Linked DNA regions of Mus musculus: region 2 is linked to region 1. The links are chromatin contacts, called in public Hi-C maps. All regions are on one chromosome and are shown on one strand. Each heading gives the region's core, a stretch centred on a gene start, on an enhancer-like site or on the middle of the called end of the contact. The rest is flanking DNA. Distances are from core to core; before and after follow the strand shown. Region 1 has its middle 23 kb from the start of Gm26435. Region 2 holds the start of Snx19 (sorting nexin 19).

Region 1 (3,396 bases), core at 660-3,159:
ATGTACGTAGTGTACTTTGATCAGACTCTTGTCATATCCTCTCCCAGTCCCGTTCCTCTTCTCGAACATTCCTCTTTTATGCTTTCATATTTGTTTCTTAAAGTCTAGATTCTGCTTATGAGAGAAAATGCAATATTTGTCTTCCTGAGTATGGCTTATTTTGCTTAACATTATGATCTCTGGTTCCATCCATTTTGCTGCAAATGACATAATTTTGCTCCTTATGGCTGCATAAAACATGAAAGCCATTCTGAATGGGTGATAGAGTTTGTTTGGGGAGATGAATAAGTTCTGAGAATGAATGTGTGATAGTTTTGCAACACTGTGAATGTATTTAATGCCACTAAATTTTATACTCAAAAATGGCTCAAATGATAGATTTTATGTGCGTATATATATGCATTCATGGATTACTAGAGTGAAGAAGCAGAAGGCAGAGAACAGCTCTTTATCCTGTTTGCACTCAACTGCTGTGGATTCTCTGGTGTCTGTCCTCTGCTGTGCCACTCAGTGACATCTGGATTCAGCCTTTGAGACCCCTGAGCCCAGGAAGCATCCGAGCTGGATTATTTTGTCCCTTGAGAAGGAGGATTTTCTTTGTCTCTTTCAGTGTGTGTCACAGAACTTCTTTCTTCTCTGGCAAGCTGATATTCAGCTGCTTTGTGAATGATGAACAAGGCTTGCAGATGTGTAAAGTGATAGAAACCTCAAGACTTCTGGCTTTCAACCAATCCCCATTTGTAGGGGCAACTCTCTATTAGCCACATGATCTCTCTGTTTCTGGAACGTCTGTTATCGGATCCATATCTGGGTACGAATGTGTTCTGTTTTTCCTCAAACTAGCTTTAGCAATGGGCACAAACGGGCACATTGCCCAAGGAGTGATGGCAAATCTCATTATAGCCTTCTAAATTTTCTCCTTGCCTACCTGACCTTGCCTTTTCTTTTCCACTTCTATGATTACCTATATTAAGGTGACTTTCCAGATAAAGCTACAAGCTACCAGCCTACATGTTTATACCAGATATTTTGAGAATTAGTGTATTTTTCTGAAAGTGGTCTTCTGTTTTTACTTTTAACACCCTTCGATCTAAAAATCCAATTTCCAATGGGCTCTGTACTCAAAATGTATCCAAGTTTAACTAAAAATAAGTTGTAACAAAAGAAAGTATAGCACAAGGGATTCTGTGCTTGGTTCCAGATGGTAGGAGAAGAAAGAAGCTTGCAGGGTGACCACAATAGACTGAGGCAGCTACTGAAACGCTGCAAAATCATCTTTTTGTGCTGTTGGGTTTGTTTCCAGCAGAGGGCGCTGTCACTCTATATGATACTCCCTGGGTGCTCTGGCATTCCTTAATGCTTCAATTTTATATTCTTGTCAACGTTTCTAAACCCCAGCTTTGGTGACCATAACCTTGGGAAAGCATCCAGAGCTGAGGTTTCAGCAACGGTTCAAGGTTTATTGGAAAATATTCATCTTCTCACAATGGAGGCAGCTCTATCCAGTTTTAACCAAAAACCCAGGGACCCGACAAAGCAGCGACAGTTGACAAGAAAGTTATCAGGGAAAACAGCTTCATCTATATTCCTAGATCTAGCTTCCTTTCTCTTTGAATGCTTGGTTTGGAAATCAGACCCATTTTCTGCAAGTTGCAAGAAACGCTGGGACATGCAAGCCCTGCTTGAGTATGCCGTGTGCTGAGGAAAACACACTTCCCGGACTAAATTAGCTGAGCATGCAGGGAGATGACAGTTGAGAAGACAAGGGAGTAATATATTTTTCATTCGACAGCGAACTAACGGAGATTATTGTTGCTCACGGGGGAAGCTGGGACATTCTGGGCAGCTGTGAAGGCTGAAGCCTTTGGGATTGCTGCCAAGGGGAGGCGACTTACATGCTCCAGGCCATAACAGCTTCATAGGCAGTGCGGAGAGTGACAGGCTGACTTATGCTGGAGGAGTTACAGTCTGTATGCTTGAAGGCACTACTTAGCCAACACCCTCCCACATCTGCAATTACCCGGGACCCAGAGAGGTTGGAAAACAACTTTTCAACTTCCAGTAATGGTATTCAGTTACCCACGTGAATGCCTGTGGAAAGCTAGACTGTGGTTGCCTGCCATAGGTAGCTGTTGGTGGGGATGAGTGACAGGGCACAGGCCTTGCATTTTTTTGCTGTAAAGGCCAAGTCTTTCTTAATAGAGTAGATGGAATCAGGCCGTATGGCTGAGGGCTATGGGTAAGAGATGGCAATGACCGTTGCTGAGGCCCTACAATGTCTTGCATCTTAGCAACCCAAAGCACTGTCATAACAACGGGGCTGCTGCTTCATCTTTCTCGGTGCAGTAAACTTAAGAGAATTCAAGGCATCTCTCTGAGGTCATAGTCCAAGACAGAGCCAGGACTGCCCTGCAGCCTGTTTGCTAGCACAGACCTGAGTCCTTCTATTACTGGGTTCCTTGGGATGTGAGAGGATCAGAATCTACCCACCAGGCAGCTCAGTTGCCTTCCTAGGAAAAGTAGGTTGGCTTGAGAAGGAAGATTGTTATAGGGAAAATGCCAATAAGAAGGGTGTAGGTTGTGTCATGACCTCCTTCCAGGGGTCAAAGATATCATCTAGACCAATTTCCCATACTGCTTCCCTGAGAGAAATTACACACTGATCCAATATTGTCTGAGCCCAGGCTGTAAAACTTGGCCCCATATACATTGGTCTGGGGCTTCTACAGAGAGCGTTCTTTTGAAGAATCTTATTGTAACTTTATTGCAGCCTGTAGGGAGGAAAGCAATGTGAGACAAACAAGGACTTAGTGGGGATCCAGAGACGGGTTTGTAATGTAGTGCTTTCAGCTGAGATCCTTTGTTCAGATTCTGAGGACGTGATGACGATGGTGATGATGATGATGATGCCAACAACGATGATGATGAAGATGATGACAATGGGGAGAATGAGAGTGTGTCTGACTTCATGAAGCACAGGATGGTGCATGGAGGAATTTGATTCATAGGAGACTAGATCATCTCTCAGGATGCATGCAGTCAAGTGGGAACTGTAGACAGCTTCCCCAGTAATACGTTAGAGGCAAAGCCTAGCTAATAAGATAGCTATCATGAGGGAGAGAACCCATTTGCCCCTGTGTGGCCTGGAGTTGCTCATTGTGCTGTGTCACTCCCATGACAATATCACAGGCCAGAGTCTGTGGTCATGGGAGGAAAGGAGGTTTACCAAGTCCCTATTGGTAAGAAAGTGAAAGCTCTTCCTCAGCTATGTGCTGTTAAGGCTCCATTGTGATCTGGGACCAGCAGCTTAAGGAGATGGCTTGCTTTCATTCAACTATTTCCCCTCTTGGAATATCCTTCACCATACTTCATAGCTGCCCATGTGCTAGCCACTGT
Region 2 (3,396 bases), core at 442-2,941, 110 kb before region 1:
CCGTAGGGGGCAGGGTTTTTCTGGTTCCTCCAGCAAAGCTGTAAGAGAGGTGTCATCTCCTTGCTCCACCTCCTTGTCTGCTGTGTCAATCTGGATCTCTGGGCAATTAAGCACGGAGACCAGCATGCCTGTCTCTGTGTCTGTCCCTGGGGCCTCCTCGGCCTCTGCTCCTTCCATACATTCAGATCCCTCGCCATCCTTAGGCTCCAGAGCCCCGGAGTCGTCTAGGGCACACAGAGCATCTTGAATCCTGTCAGAAAGGAAGTTGCCTGGGGTCATTAGCAGGATGGTTTCTTTGCTCAGTTCAGACAGTGGTGACTCCAGTTCTGAGTCTTCACATAAGAACAAGGGGCCTCGGATATCTGGCTGTAGAAAATGGGATGAGCTATTTCCTACTTTTTTTTCTTCGAGCATCCCAGGCAAATCTCCCTCTACAGCTTCATGGCCTTCTTCAATCTCTGGGGAAGGGGCTGGCTCACTGGAGGTCAAGTGTACTGGGGCTGTTGCTGGAGAAGATGCTTTTCCTACTGGCAGACTCTCTACTTCAACAATCAATGGCAGAGATGTGGGCACCGAGGGCTGCTCTAGGACACTGGATGAGCAGGGGGGTTTAGTTCCCTGTGCTGCATCATGTCTGTACTTGGAAAAGATACTCACAAGAATAAGGTGGATCCAGTCAGGATCTGATAGCTTGCTGATCAGTGGTAAGATGACATTGCAAGTAATAACTTCAACCACAACGTGGCGTCCAGTCCTCGTCTCCAGGTGGGGCTTGGGCACTAACTCTTTTAGTATCAAGTTCACAATGCCACGTGCATAAGTGACCTCCGTGGTGGGACAGCTCATGGCAGGATGGGGAGCTGTAACCTGGCAGTAAGCATCCCACAGCTGGGAGGGCTGAACTGGACAGCTCTGCTCCTTTGCAGTAGCCTCCTTTGCCTGAATATAGCTCTGCAGGTGACAACCACAGAGAGTCAGAACCCTCTGGGTAAGAGCATGGCTGTCCACTATGCTCATCCGCCTTCGAAGCTCCTGAACCAACCCTTTCATGGCTGCCTCCATCTCTGCCTCGAAGGCCGGCTCATGGCTCACAGAACGATACCAGGATAACACGAAGTCTCGGATAATCATCTGGATAGTGCGGTTAATCTCCTGTTCCAGCTGCCTTTCTGCCTCGGGACATGGAGGACAGGTGGTGATGGTAATGAATCGTTCCAGGTGCAATTGACCTGAAGCCCCTAGGATGGCAGTGGAGCCCAGCCATCCTCCCAGCGCTACCAGCGATGCACATAGAAGGATCAGAAGCCACATGTTGACCAGAAGGTGGATGACCAGTAGCCAGCCCACCAAGACCCCCACGATCATTAGCTTCCGGCTACTCCATAGATTGCTGTGGACATAACTGGACTCGGAGATAGTCCCCTGGGTAGGGGACACTGTTTGTGCCTTCATGGTTGAAAGGACAGGTATGTTTCCACAGATGACAGCCTCCGATTTTATTTTGGTGTCAGGAGTGGGAGCATGAACTGTCACCGAAGAGAACAAGTCCAGCTGCTACTGAGTGAACTCTGGACCTTCGATACTACTGGCACTGCAGAGCGACAGAAAAAGCTCTGCTTCTCCCGCTCGCTTCTGTCGACAGGGCCCATCAACTAGCCTGTTCCAGCCGAGATGAGGAAAACTTTGCCGGCCTCCATCATGGCCCAGGCGGAGAGTCTCTTCGCAGCCCCGCGCGGCCCACGGACACTTACGAACTCCGAAGCAGCAGCCGGCAGATCGGGTCACACGTCGCTGGGGGACCCGTGCTCAGACTGCGCCCCTGGGAACGAACTCTTGGGGGGGTGGGGATCCTTCCGACCGCCGCGGCCAGCAGCCACAACAAGCTCCGGCCGCCCAGGCCACTACACTCCGCAACTCCAAAGTGGACAGAGCAGCGGGCCGGCTAGCAGCCGGCGACAGCTTCCGGGTCGCGGCCTGCGGGAGCGGGGTACGCTGGGAGAGCGGCCTGGTGGATCGGAGCCACGGACGCCCCCTGGTGGTGAGGAGCGGTGGTGACGGTGGGCGTACACACCGCTCTGCTAAGCTGAGAACCCAGAGCCCGTGCTCACCTGGGCCAAAACGGATACTCGCCCAGGCTCTTTAAAGTGCTGTTTGTAAATATCTCTAGAGGTTTAGGGAAACTTTCCGTAATGAGCTTTGTTTTAATTCCCTTGGAGACGTACTGTTGGGAGCTAGATTGATGAGGGATTTTAAAAATTCTCCTTGCTTCTTCCAGAACGCCCCACCTCTACCCCCACTCCACCCCCCCCCCCGACCCCCCTCCCAACTCTACTCAATTCACAGTCCACCTCTTTTGTTTTCCGGAGTAGTCAAAGGTAAGTATTAAGATGTGGGGCAGGTTTCTAGAGAGTATTTCCTATGTTTAGTCACTGGCTTGAAGAGTGGGTCCTTGTAGCCCTTGAAGCTAATTGGGGGAATGAGTTTATTTGACGTAAATCAGCTTTCAGTAAAGCGAGTCCCTATAAGATATAGTGAATTGCAAAATCTTAAGTACGTTCTGGAATGATTTTAGTGAATCGCAATGGTTAAAGGGAACCCATTAAGAAGATAGCCTTCGTGCTGAATCTTGAAGACTTTTCTGCCTGTCGGCTTCCTTTTCTTCCCATGTGCATAGGCATGCAAGGCAGAGGAAGAGACGTCTTGTTTTTAGTTTACCCTCTAACACATTTGCCCCTGTCTGTGTTCTGCTTTGAACACATCTGCCAGTTGTCAACTCAAAAAGAGTGACCTACAAAGAAAGTCAGTATCTGAAAGTGGCACTGGCTATGTGTAGAAGCATTGATGTCTTCTTTGTGTGAAGCCTCCACCTTGGTCCTTCTGGACTCTGCAGTGTGGCTCTCCTTTCCATTTGGACACAGATGAATGCCATCGCTCTTTACCAGTCTGTCCTCTGCTGTAGCCTTGAAGGATTTAGGCAAATTCACCAAATAAAACAAAACAACCCAACAACAACAACAACAAAACAAAGCAACAAAAAGCAAAAACTAAAACAAAACAACCCCCAACCCGCAAAAAAAAAAAAAAAAAACCAAGCAAAATAAAACAACCCTGTACCAGAGAGATCTTACAGCTTCCTTTTCTGTCTCCACTGCTGGTGTCAAGGTAATAACTTTATTTGAATACAAAGGAAACCATCATCTACAATTGGATGTGGTTGACAACTAACAGCCTCAAAGGCCAACAATATAGTTTAGGATCAAAGTGTTTCTAGGCAGGCAAGGTGATCTCTGGAGTTACAAAGCACTAATTCATGTTGCCAGGGTGAACATCCTTTCACTGTATCCTCCTCCCAACTGAAAGGAATGTGAGACCTGCAGACTGCCTGTCTTGTCCTCC

What was found. A called contact is a pair of places that touch in the nucleus more often than the background predicts.
Region 2: a Hi-C map of cortical neurons shows a contact between it and region 1, with 2.4 times the contacts expected there. The contact joins the promoter of Snx19 here to the enhancer-like site in region 1. A contact is called at or near these places in 4 of 39 promoter capture datasets (embryonic stem cells, frontonasal cranial neural crest, stem cell-derived epiblast-like cells and 1 more), 10 of 484 Hi-C or Micro-C datasets (the AML12 cell line, cerebellar granule neurons, cerebellum and 5 more) and 1 of 115 datasets of contacts at active chromatin or transcription factors (forebrain).

The regions. Positions count from the first base shown.
Region 1 is chr9:30,313,379-30,316,774 of GRCm38.p6, reverse strand. No RefSeq gene overlaps it. Among named protein-coding and RNA genes, the nearest start is that of Gm26435, 23 kb to the right of the region's middle. Within about 2 kb of position 1,909, at least 28 of the 459 cell types and tissues checked have an H3K27ac peak or open chromatin away from gene starts, as enhancers often do. A contact at or near this core is called in cortical neurons, where this site is marked.
Region 2 is chr9:30,425,624-30,429,019 of GRCm38.p6, reverse strand. It overlaps Snx19 (sorting nexin 19), which reads right to left and starts at 1,691. Exons shown (of 11, transcript NM_028874.2): 1 at 1-1,691. The coding sequence starts at 1,452. It overlaps Gm30933 (predicted gene, 30933), which reads left to right and starts at 2,042. Exons shown (of 3, transcript NR_169179.1): 1 at 2,042-2,153.